3 separate regions of the Mus musculus genome follow, and all the other regions are linked to region 2. A link is a contact called in public promoter capture Hi-C data. All regions are on one chromosome and are shown on one strand. Each heading gives the region's core, a stretch centred on a gene start, on an enhancer-like site or on the middle of the called end of the contact. The rest is flanking DNA. Distances are from core to core; before and after follow the strand shown. Region 1 holds the start of Katna1 (katanin p60 (ATPase-containing) subunit A1). Region 2 holds the start of Zbtb2 (zinc finger and BTB domain containing 2). Region 3 holds the start of Lats1 (large tumor suppressor).

The links. Promoter capture Hi-C pulls out the DNA fragments that hold promoters and counts their contacts.
Region 1: a contact with region 2 is called in a promoter capture Hi-C map of pre-B cells. The contact joins the promoter of Katna1 here to the promoter of Zbtb2 in region 2.
Region 3: a promoter capture Hi-C map of cranial neural crest shows a contact between it and region 2. The contact joins the promoter of Lats1 here to the promoter of Zbtb2 in region 2. A contact is called at or near these places in 1 of 39 promoter capture datasets (cranial neural crest) and 1 of 484 Hi-C or Micro-C datasets (CD4 T cells).

Annotation. Positions count from the first base shown.
Region 1 is chr10:7,724,701-7,728,001 of GRCm38.p6, forward strand. It overlaps Katna1 (katanin p60 (ATPase-containing) subunit A1), which reads left to right and starts at 1,300. Exons shown (of 11, transcript NM_011835.2): 1 at 1,300-1,423.
Region 2 is chr10:4,386,533-4,389,827 of GRCm38.p6, forward strand. It overlaps Zbtb2 (zinc finger and BTB domain containing 2), which reads right to left and starts at 1,576. Exons shown (of 3, transcript NM_001033466.3): 1 at 1,313-1,576.
Region 3 is chr10:7,679,472-7,682,974 of GRCm38.p6, forward strand. Lats1 (large tumor suppressor) reads left to right here and starts at 1,738. Exons shown (of 8, transcript NM_010690.1): 1 at 1,738-1,979. It also overlaps a transcript of Pcmt1 not described here.

The DNA.
Region 1 (3,301 bases), core at 50-2,549, 3.3 Mb after region 2:
GTATGTGGGAGTAGGTGGATGGGTGGAGGAACATCCTCATAGAAGCAGGGGGAGGGAGGATGGGATAGGGGGTTTCCTGGGGGCCAGGGTGGGAAAGGGGATAACATTTGAATTGTAAGTAAAGAAAATATCTGGATGGCTCAGCGGTTAAGAGCACCGACTGCTCTTCCAGAGACCTTGAGTTCAATTCCCAGCAACCACATGGTGGCTCACAACCACCTGTAATGGGATCTGATGCTCTCTTCTGGTGTGTCAGAAGACAGTTACAGTGTACTCATATACATATAATAAATAATTCTTAAAAGAAAAGAAAATATCCAAGGAAAAAACAACAACAAAACATCACTGAGGTATAATTTACATAAACTCAAATTACAACTTTCATTTCATGTGTAAAACTGTACACCTGGGAAGACATCTCCACTACAGAACATCATTCCCAACTCCTAACTAACTCCCACCCGGATACTTCTGATTAGTTACTACAGATTCATCCTGTAGGTTCTAGGATTTCCTATATATTTAAGTATACCATATACATTCATTTTGCACCTTTGAGAAGCTTTTAAATTATAATCCGGTTTTATAAATTAACAGGCCTTTGCATTTGTATAGATTATAAATCCATCTCTTGGAGTAATTGATCTATATCTCTCTAAGTGGTCTTTTTTATTCTTGCTGATGTGCTGATTATAGTTTTCTGTGCTCTGTGACACTAACGTTCACATCTACTAGAGCAGAAAATATATTTTCTATTTTTGGTGAAAAATTTAGAAGACTTTAAACCCTGTAAAACATTATTTCATATATGCAGTGGCTTGCCTGCATGCATGTATGTGTACCAGTTTGTGCCCTGTGTTTTGTGATATAGGAAGAGGGTGATGGATCACCTGGAATTGGAAATAAAATCTCACCCCTTAGCATGTCTTGAGAGTATTCGCGTTACCCTGACACATGGGTCCCAGGCTTCATAATCCTAAGTACCGGGCTCTAAAGCAAGATTTGTCATAAACGAATTGCTTGAGCACTGACACTCACCTGTAAGAGAGCCCCTGACCTCCTAACCTCAGAGCAGCTTAGTGTAAATCTCCTGCTAAGGCAGAGTGAAGAAGCCCTGGGAAGAGATAATGGTCCACAGAGTAAGTACTGAAGTAGGCGGGGTATTGCCAAGTCCTTCGCCCCGCCTACTTTCCTTCCCCACGCCTACTCCCATTTCCTAGCCGCGGCGCACAGTGCGCAGAAGCACCCCGAGCTCGGCCACGCCCCTCCGCAGGTTCCGCCTGCGCGCGCACGCCCGTAGAGCACGCACTTCCGGGGCGTGTCCCCGCCGGTGCGGGAACTATCCTTTTAAGAGGGGCTTTCCCGGTTTCATTTCAACTTGGTCCCGACCCGGAGCTGCGGCGGGTAGCCTGGGCTGCGCTAGGTGAGTGCTCGGGCCTCCAGGCTCCCTGTTCCGCCCCCGCGACACCCGACCAGGGAACGCGTTCGAAGCTTTCACGCCCCCATCCCGAAACTTCCGCCTTGTAAAATCCCCAGAGCCTGGAGGTTGGGGTTCAGCTTCTTTTCGTACAGTTTGTTAGGTTGGAGTTGTACTGCTTTCTGGTGGCTTACTTCTTTCTGTTGTTTCTCCTTTGTGTTGGCCTTTGTTTTTAGTTTTAGATTTATTGCTATTGTTGAGTATGGTGTAGATGTGGGCGCGTGAGTGGAGGTCAGAGGACAACTCTCTGGGGTCGCTTCCCTCCATCCGCCTTTACGAGGGTCCCAGAGTTGAACTCGGGTAGCCCGGCATGCTGGGCAAATGCCTCTACCTGCTGAGCCCCCTCACCGGCGTTTGTTGTTTTGTTTTTGTTGCTTTTAAAGGTGATAATATTGACGTTCTTTCTCTCTCTCCCTGGCTGTTCTGGATCTCGCTCTGTAGACCCGACTAGCCTTCCTTTACCTCCTGGCGCTGGGATTAAAGGTGTGTGCAACCACGCCACTCTTGGGGTTAGTTTCTTAATCTGAGAGCCTAGTGTTCTCATGAAAGCTTTTGGCTTTTTTGATTTGGCGCTGTGGAGAAAATTTATCCCAGGAAGCATTTGTTTCATTCAGTATGTGGGTTCAGTGGCATACAAACGAAAACTTGTCTTTCTTTCTTTCCTTTCCTTTCTTCTTTCTCTTTTTTCTCTTCTCTTTTCTTCTCCCTCTCTTCTCCCTCTCTTCTCCCTCTCCTCTCCCTCTCCTCTCTCCCTCCCCCTCCCCTCCCCCTCCTCTCCTCTTTCTTTTCTTTCCTTTCCTCTCTTTCTCTTTCTCTTTCTTCTCTTTCTCTTTCTCTCTCTCTCTCTCTCTCTCTCTCTCTCTCTCTCTCTCTCTCTCTCTTTCTCTTTCTCTTTCTCTTTCTCTTTCTCTTTCTCTTTCTCTTCTTCTCTCTCCTCTCCCTCTCCTCTTTCTTCAGTGTCTCTTGTAGCCAGAGCTGGTCCTTAACTCCGGATCCTTTTGCCTCTGCCTTGTACTGCGTGTAGGCTAGGCTTGTAACTGTTGCCAGCCCTTATTTGTTTATTTATTTATAGACAGTGTCCTTTGTAGCCTAAACTGGCCTGAACTTCTGAAACTCTTGCTTCTGCCTGGTACTGGGATTACAGGCGGCTACACTTCCCCCAGTTCAAGCTTTTATTTAGTAATCATTAGTACTTTTTATGTAATTAGCTCCCAAGAGAACAGTGATGCCTGCCTGCCTTTCTTTTCTCTTTTCTTTTCTTTTCTTTTCTTTTCTTTTCTTTTCTTTTCTTTTCTTTCTTTCTTTCTTTCTTTTTTTGTTTGTTGGTTTGTTTTTTTGTTTTTCGAGACAGGGTTTCTCTGTGTAGCCCTGGCTGTCCTGGAGACCAGGACTGGCCTCGAACTCAGAAATCTGCCTGCCTCTGACTCCCAAATGCTGGGATTACAGGCATGTGCCACCACTGCCCGGCTGATGCTCGTTTTCCTTGACGGTACAAGTGTACAAGGCAGTATAGAGCAGAGGCAAGAGGATCCGATGCTGGAGTGACTGGGAAGTAAAACAAAAATAACCCTACCATATTCTTTCCACAAAACCTAAAAAGGAATTTCAAAGTCTAATTTCTTTTTGTCTTTATCATAATTCCATAATTGCTACACAGTCACTACTATTTTCTTTTAAATATTTTTTTACTCTTTGAAAATTTCATGTATTTACACCATGTATGTTGATTGTATCCCTTCAACACTACCTCCAACACCACCCCAAGTGTTTCCATCTCCCCAACTTCAGATCCTATGTTGTTTTATTAATAAATTCCCATTGTTA
Region 2 (3,295 bases), core at 326-2,825:
CTTTATAACCCACTACCAGCTAAAAGCAACAGAAAGCTTGCACCCTACACAGCTTTCAATTGTGCATGCACTCTGATCTGTGAACGAACGGTCTGGGAGCTTGTGCTTAACGCCTGCAGCAACCCAAACCCCTAACTCCCCGGCACAGACTCTCCCAGCCTGGCCCAACAGGCAGAGGAGGGCGCGACCGCTCCGGCTGCAGCCCTAGGCAGCGAAGACCCGCCCAGGAGGCCTTGGCCCCGCCCCGCAAGGGAGGGGGCGGAGCGGGCGGAGCGGCGTCCGGGTCCGCCCCAGGGGCCCAGGGGAGGGGGAGCAACGCACTCTGGTCGCGCCGCTCGCTCGCTCGCTCGCCCCTCCCTTAGGCCCCGCACGCTCGCGCCCGCGCCCGCGCCCGCGCGCCCGCGCCCCGAGTCCCGCGGCGCCCAACACAATGCCGACGCCTACGCCTCGCGCGCGCACCGCCCCGGCCGGCGCCACGGCCCCGGCGCCAGGGGCGTGGTGGAGGGGCGGGAGGGGGGAGGGGAGGGGAGCAGCGCGCGCGAGAGCCTCAGACAGCGCGAGACCCGAGGCCGGAAGCGCGCGTGCGCGCCCCCGCCCGCGAGCGGGAGGCGGAGCCGTAGCAGTAGCGACAGCAGCTGTAGGAGCCGCTGCAGCTGGGAGACGCGCCAGAGAGGCCGGGCCTGCTCCGGTCCGACCGGATCCCTCCCCTCCCCCTCCCTGCTGCCTCCCCTCCCCCAAACCCACTTCCGCAGCTCGCGGCCTGGCCGCCGAGGCGGCGAAGACAACAACCCCGGCGGGAGGCGACGGCCGAGTACGCACCTGATGGGCCCACCTGGCGGGGCTCCGGCGCGGGACCGCTCACCGGCAGCCGCCCGCTCCGGACGCCCTTGGCCGCGGCGGGCAGCAGACACCGGCGACTAGGACCGGAACGCGGAGCGCCCCCTCCCCTTGCGCCCGCCCTCTCGGCTTCCGTCCCCTCCCCCTCCTGCGAAGCCCCGGATGGAGCGGCCGCGACTCGCCGCCGCCCGGCTGCCTGGATGGTTTTGTCAGGCGGCTAGGGCCCCGGCGCCTGGCGCCGTCGCCGCCCCCGCCCCGCCGGGGCCGCCCCCGCCCCGGCGCCCCGCGCGCTAGGGCCCGCCGCCTGCCTTCGCCGGGAGCCCCGGGACCGGGAGTCATTCGTCGCCTTTGTTGCCACGGCCGCTGCCGGAACCGTTTGCGAGCTCCGGCGGCTCCCGCCCCTCCCTGCTGCTTCCCGGAGCCCGGGCCGGGGGCGGCACGTGGGCCCCGGGACGCGGTGGCGGTGCGCGCTTACCTGTCGCCGGTGCGGGCGGCCGCGGCGGGGCGTGAGAGGGGAGGCAGAGCCGGGCGGCCTGGCCTAACTGTCCCCGCCGCCGCCTCTGCCCCGCGTTGCTGCTGCTGCTGCTGCTTGCTGCTGCCGCCGCGGTCGGTGTCTCCGGCGCGGCGGCGGGCGGCGGCGGCGGGGCTTTTCCTGTCCGGTTACGTTAAGGTCACATGACCGAGAGAGCGGAGCGACTAGTGCAAAGCGGCTGAGAGCGGCTCCCGCCGGGGGGGAGAGGCGGCGAGAGAGCAGTGGCGGCAAGAGCCCCTCCGCCCCCCCAGCCGCTCCCCTCCCCCCTGCCCGCCCGCCTCCGCCTCCTGCTGCTCTGCCGCCGTCGCCGCCGCCGCCGCCGCTGCTGCCGCCGCCTGCAGCTCGGCGCTGCGGCTTCCACCCAGCCTGGGCTCGCGGCCCCAGCCAAAGTTCTGCAAGCCATGTGCAGCTGAGGCGAGGAAACTTCTCAGCGGCCGGGCCCGGAGGCTGGCGGCCCGGCCCCCTTGTTTACAGAGTGTTTAGGTAGGACCAGTCCTGCCGCTGCAGACGGTCTTTTCAGGGGTGCAGAGGGAGACGCATGCCCGTTCTCCTGTCAAGAGATGCTTGACATCTCTTGGCTCTCTCTGCCTTTGTCCTTGGACTGCTCCGGGTTAGCTATTCGTCCGAAGATACGGAGTTGGGCTGTTGTTGATCGGTGCTGGCTGAAAGTCATACAGAAGTAGCTATCGTTGCATGTCCTGTGTTGCGAGGTCGAGGTGCTTGCTGCGTTGCATAGGCGACTTGTAGGCTAAGCTGTTTCCGTTAGGATTGAGTGGGATACTTCCCTGCGCGTTAAGCTTTGTGGTGCTTTGCGCTGTGTGCATTTGGACAGGACGATACTCTGGTTGACTTTTGGTCTCTTGAGGATCTAGTGGAGTAGAGTCAAGAGTTGCCATCCTGTGGGGTGTGTTAAAGGGAGATTCTGAAACAGGTAACATGGCGGGGGAATTGGAATGCCCTGATTGAACCTTCTTAAGGGTTTAAAGTTGACCTTTTATGTTTCCCTTTTGCTAGAAGTTGTGCTTCAGGTAGTACAGTTTTATCCCTTTTGCGTGCTTGAGTTAGTGGTTTACTTTACATAGCTTAGATTTTACGCTTGTTTGTAAATAAGTGCTGGCAGCTAACACTTGGCTTGCCAGCACAGAAGTCTGTAAGGACCTTGATGCCAAACCCGTTTGGTTTTGAAAGTCAGACTCCTAGCACAATGCTGTACACTGACTGTGCGTCCTAGAAACCTCGAGTGAGTGTGCTTAGCAATCCAGTTGTATGTACACCTACTGATGACTAATTTCTTCGAGGATGTAAACATCTGTGTAGCTGTAGTGTTGCCCAGTGTGAGTAACAGATCCCGTGGATACCTGCCTTGAACTTTCCTAGCCTTTGATCAGCTAGATGAATGGCTTGTAGAGTGCTTAAACGTCTGCGTCCACAAACGAGTCCTGACCGTGACCTGCGAGTTCTAGGGCATTATCAGTAAAACAGCAGTGCTGTCCTTCACACTGGAATGCTCTATTTCCTTTAGAAAGAGACCAACATGAATGTGATTTGTTGTGTAGAGAGAGTCATGGTTAAGGTTTTTAGGTTCTTCGTTCTTTCAAGTTGAGATTGTGGAGTTCTTTGTGAAGGTGGTTTGATGGAAGGACGTCTTTGAGACAGAATGTCAAAAGCTATGCAACTCTTGGCTGCTTTGGAACTTGTCACAATTCTATTTCCTTTGGGATGCTGGGATTAGATTATAAGGGTGTACCACATACCATCTCTCTGAGTCTTAAGGAATAGTTTGTCAGCACTTTGTAACAGTTTCACAGAAACAACCTGGTGGTAAGCTCTTACTCTGGTTCTAAAGACTTGTGCTAAGAGCACATATCCCTGTTCCCTCAGGACCTGCTGGAGCAATATGTTGTCTAGAGCATCTTGGTCTCCATA
Region 3 (3,503 bases), core at 488-2,987, 3.3 Mb after region 2:
TAGGATGCTGTGCACACAGGGCGATATGAGGTTCAGCTATTTCAAAGATGGCAAATGTTGGCTTTGCCTCTTGAAAACTACCTAGATCATATGCCAAGATTCCCCAGCTTTTCAATGCATCCTTCAATGCATTTATTTCCAAAAACAAATGTTTTCACATCAATGCTTGTGAACAATATACATTCTAGATAGTTTTCTAACATCTAAAAAAGAATGACCTAATATAAAAAGTGTCCCAAAGGTAATTCTGATTTTTAAAAGTTGGAAGTATTACACAATAACTGCATCTCATCATTGCAAAGTTGGTAATGCTGGTGCTCTCCCAGACTTAGCTCCAGGTTGGAGGCCTGAGTTTAGGCCCTGGCCTGGCCTGGCCTCCGCTCCTCTGCTTCTTTCCCAAGGGTCTTTTCACTGCACCCTGGCTTGTGCGGTGACTTAGCCCTCTCAAGAAGCAGCTCCAGCTCTCTGTGCTTAAAATATTTTTAATGGTTCAAATTAGCAGACATAGTCCATTGAATTACACGTCTTAAAATTGTACCTACCTACCAAAGCACAAGGTAGGGACCTTGATTTGTAGGACGATCCCAACAGCATAGTGGGGCTGAAGCCACATTAGGGATTTTTACTATGACGACAGAGCTAAAGCAGTGGCAGCGACTACATTAAAATATTCCCTTGTCATCTAAATTTGACCATCTGAGGTTTTCATAGTTGAACTTTTGGATACAGTACCTCAGAAAAAAGCAGAACTGGGCTTCATGGAGCAGGCTTGTTATCTCAGCTACCTTTAAGACTGAGGCTGAAGGATCACAAGTTCAAAGCCAGTCCGGATAACAGTGAGGCCCAGTCTCAATGAAAACTATAAAATGTTCTGAGGATATAGCTCAGTGGTAGAGCACTGGCATAGCATGGTTCAATTCCTGGTTACACTGGGATGTCAACGTTTTTACTTTTTTGGTCTAACACAAAATAGAGTATCTGAAAAAAAAAATAATTGCATGTATTACCTACCAGCAAAACTGGGGACTGTGTTCATATTTACAGGTGATAGACAGCCCAGTGTTGGTTGGCACCATTTAGATTCTCAGCACTAGGAAAGGTGGAGTGGGGTAGGAGAATGGGAGTTTTGGCACACACGCTGCGGCCTAGAGATCCTCTACGTGGACCTAATCCCCCGCAAAAGAGAACAATGCATTAAAAGACCAAAGTCAGTGATGCATCCCGAACAGCAGATTCAATTTCAAGAGAAACAGAACTTCTGACAGCGGCCCCGTTACTCGTTATGGCTACAATGACCTCTCCTGCAGATCCGCTGGACCGAACTCTGCAAATCCACAGGTCCAGTTTCAAGAACACTCCATCTGGCTAGTTCCAAAACCACATTCGCTCCCAGCTCTGGAAGACTCGAGTTTTATTCAAGCTCTAGACATCTTGCCTCGTGACGTCCGCGGTCTCGGAGCGCCGTTCACCGCCCTTTCCTGGTGCGACCCACGCTCGCCGCGACGCGCCCGCGTCTCCGTGCGGAGCCAGAACGTGGTGGTACAGACTCCACTCTCTGGGCCACACTCACCCCGGCTCGGGGAAGCGGGCGAGCGAGTCTCGGTCGGGAGGCCACAAACGGAGCGCTAGCTCCGGGGCCCAGCGGGGCGGCCTGAAGCCCCCAGTCCTCGGCCCCCGCGCAAGCGACGCCGGGAAATGCCCACATCCGGGAAACCCGCGGCGGACGGCGGCGGCGGCGACACGGAGTGGAAGGCAAAATGGCGGCGGCAGCGATGGCCTGGTGCTGAGGGGAGAGCCAGGTCCTCGCGACCCCGCGTCGGGCCGCGCTGGCCGGCCGCAGCCCCCCGGCGTGTGTCCCCGCCCTGCCCCATCCCGAACCCGGAGCGACGCTAGGGGCCCTGGGGGACGGGCTCCGGGCCGCCGCGGCGCCGGCCCTCGGGCCCGCAGCGGCTGTCCAGAAGCCTCACCGTCCCCTGCAGGTAGGTCCGGAGCCGGCGCCGCGGGTGGGGCTCGCGCTCCTCGGGAGTCCCTGTCGGCGGGGCGGTGGCCGGCCGGGCCCACGCCCATCCCCGCTGGCGGGGGTCCAGGGGCCGCGGTGGCCAGGCGGGCTGAGCCGGCCGGGTCTGGGCCTGACTGGGGCTGATTGCGCTGACCGGAGCCGAGCCCTGCCCTGGGGAAGCGGAGGTTGGCCGCACCCGGCGCCGCAGGGAGAGCCCGGGGGCACTGAGGCCTCCGAGGTGCGAGCTGGCCTGGGAAGAGCGGGCGGGGGCTCGGGACGACAGCCACCCCTCCCCGCTTTAGAGGGGAGAGGAGCGAAAGGTGGTTTTTTTCACGCAAGGTTGCACCAAACCGGCCTCACTTCTTTGGCCTCGCAGCGGGCCTCCCGTCGGGGTCCACCTTTGAAGCAGTCCTGGGAACCTCTCCAGCTCGCTGCAATTTGTTAGCTCACCGCTTAGTGGCAGGGGGTGGGAGAGACGTGTCACTTGTTCGGGTGCTTTTTAAGTACTGGAAAACGAAGGAAAGACAGTAAGGGAAGATTGTTTATTGTACCTGGGGAAAAAAGTCGAAGCGAAGGAAAGAATAACTCTCCGATGACTTATCCCAATTCTCCCACTAATGCAGTTGGAAAATCACTTTTCTAAGGGAACGAGGTTAAAATATTTGTCTCCATTTGTAAATATGACTTTTTAAAATATGTGTATTCACTAGAAGTTACAAGTCAGATGAGCAGTAAGTACAGTCTCACACAATATGGTATCACTCAAGGTTTGGAAATTAGCCCAAATGCCTGGCATGAAGGTTGTCAGAAGTTTATGGATTATTTATTGAAGGTTATTATACTTTTCTTAAGACAGGGTCTCACAATGTATTCCTTAGCCTGGGACTCAATATGTAGACCATGCTGACCTGGAACTCAAAAAGATCTGCCCGCCTCTGGGGTTGGGCTGTGAGCCACCATGCCCCGCTAATGTTAAGGTTTTTAGTCCTTTAAAATCAAATTTTCTCCATGAGGTATGACTCTCTTCTAAGATATCTTTAGTTTTTATTACCTTAACTAAAGTTTTCTCTTACCTAGTGAGTAGTCAGGTAGGTAATATGGTTGAGGTGATTCTCCAAGGCAGGCAGGCAGGCAGACAGGCAGGCAGGCGAGGAATCTGTGTTTCTCTTATAGGCTGTTATTGCAATAAACTAGATAGTGGCACAGGCTGGAAAAGGCGCTCTCTTTCTGTGCCTGATTATTGATTATGACTTGAGACTCTTCACAGAAGTCTTTTTTTTCTCCTAAACTGTGTGTATGATATTTGGCTTTATTTTCATCATTTAAGTTTCTGTTTTTCATGCTAGTCTTTGTTCTATATACATATAATCTTGAGAGGTTCCTACTGTGATTATTAATTTCATTTAGATGTGATATTTACATGACTTTTGTATATCACAAAAGTTTAGTGATACATACTATCAAGTAGAAATGACAATTATTCAGTATCAATATAAAAATGTAA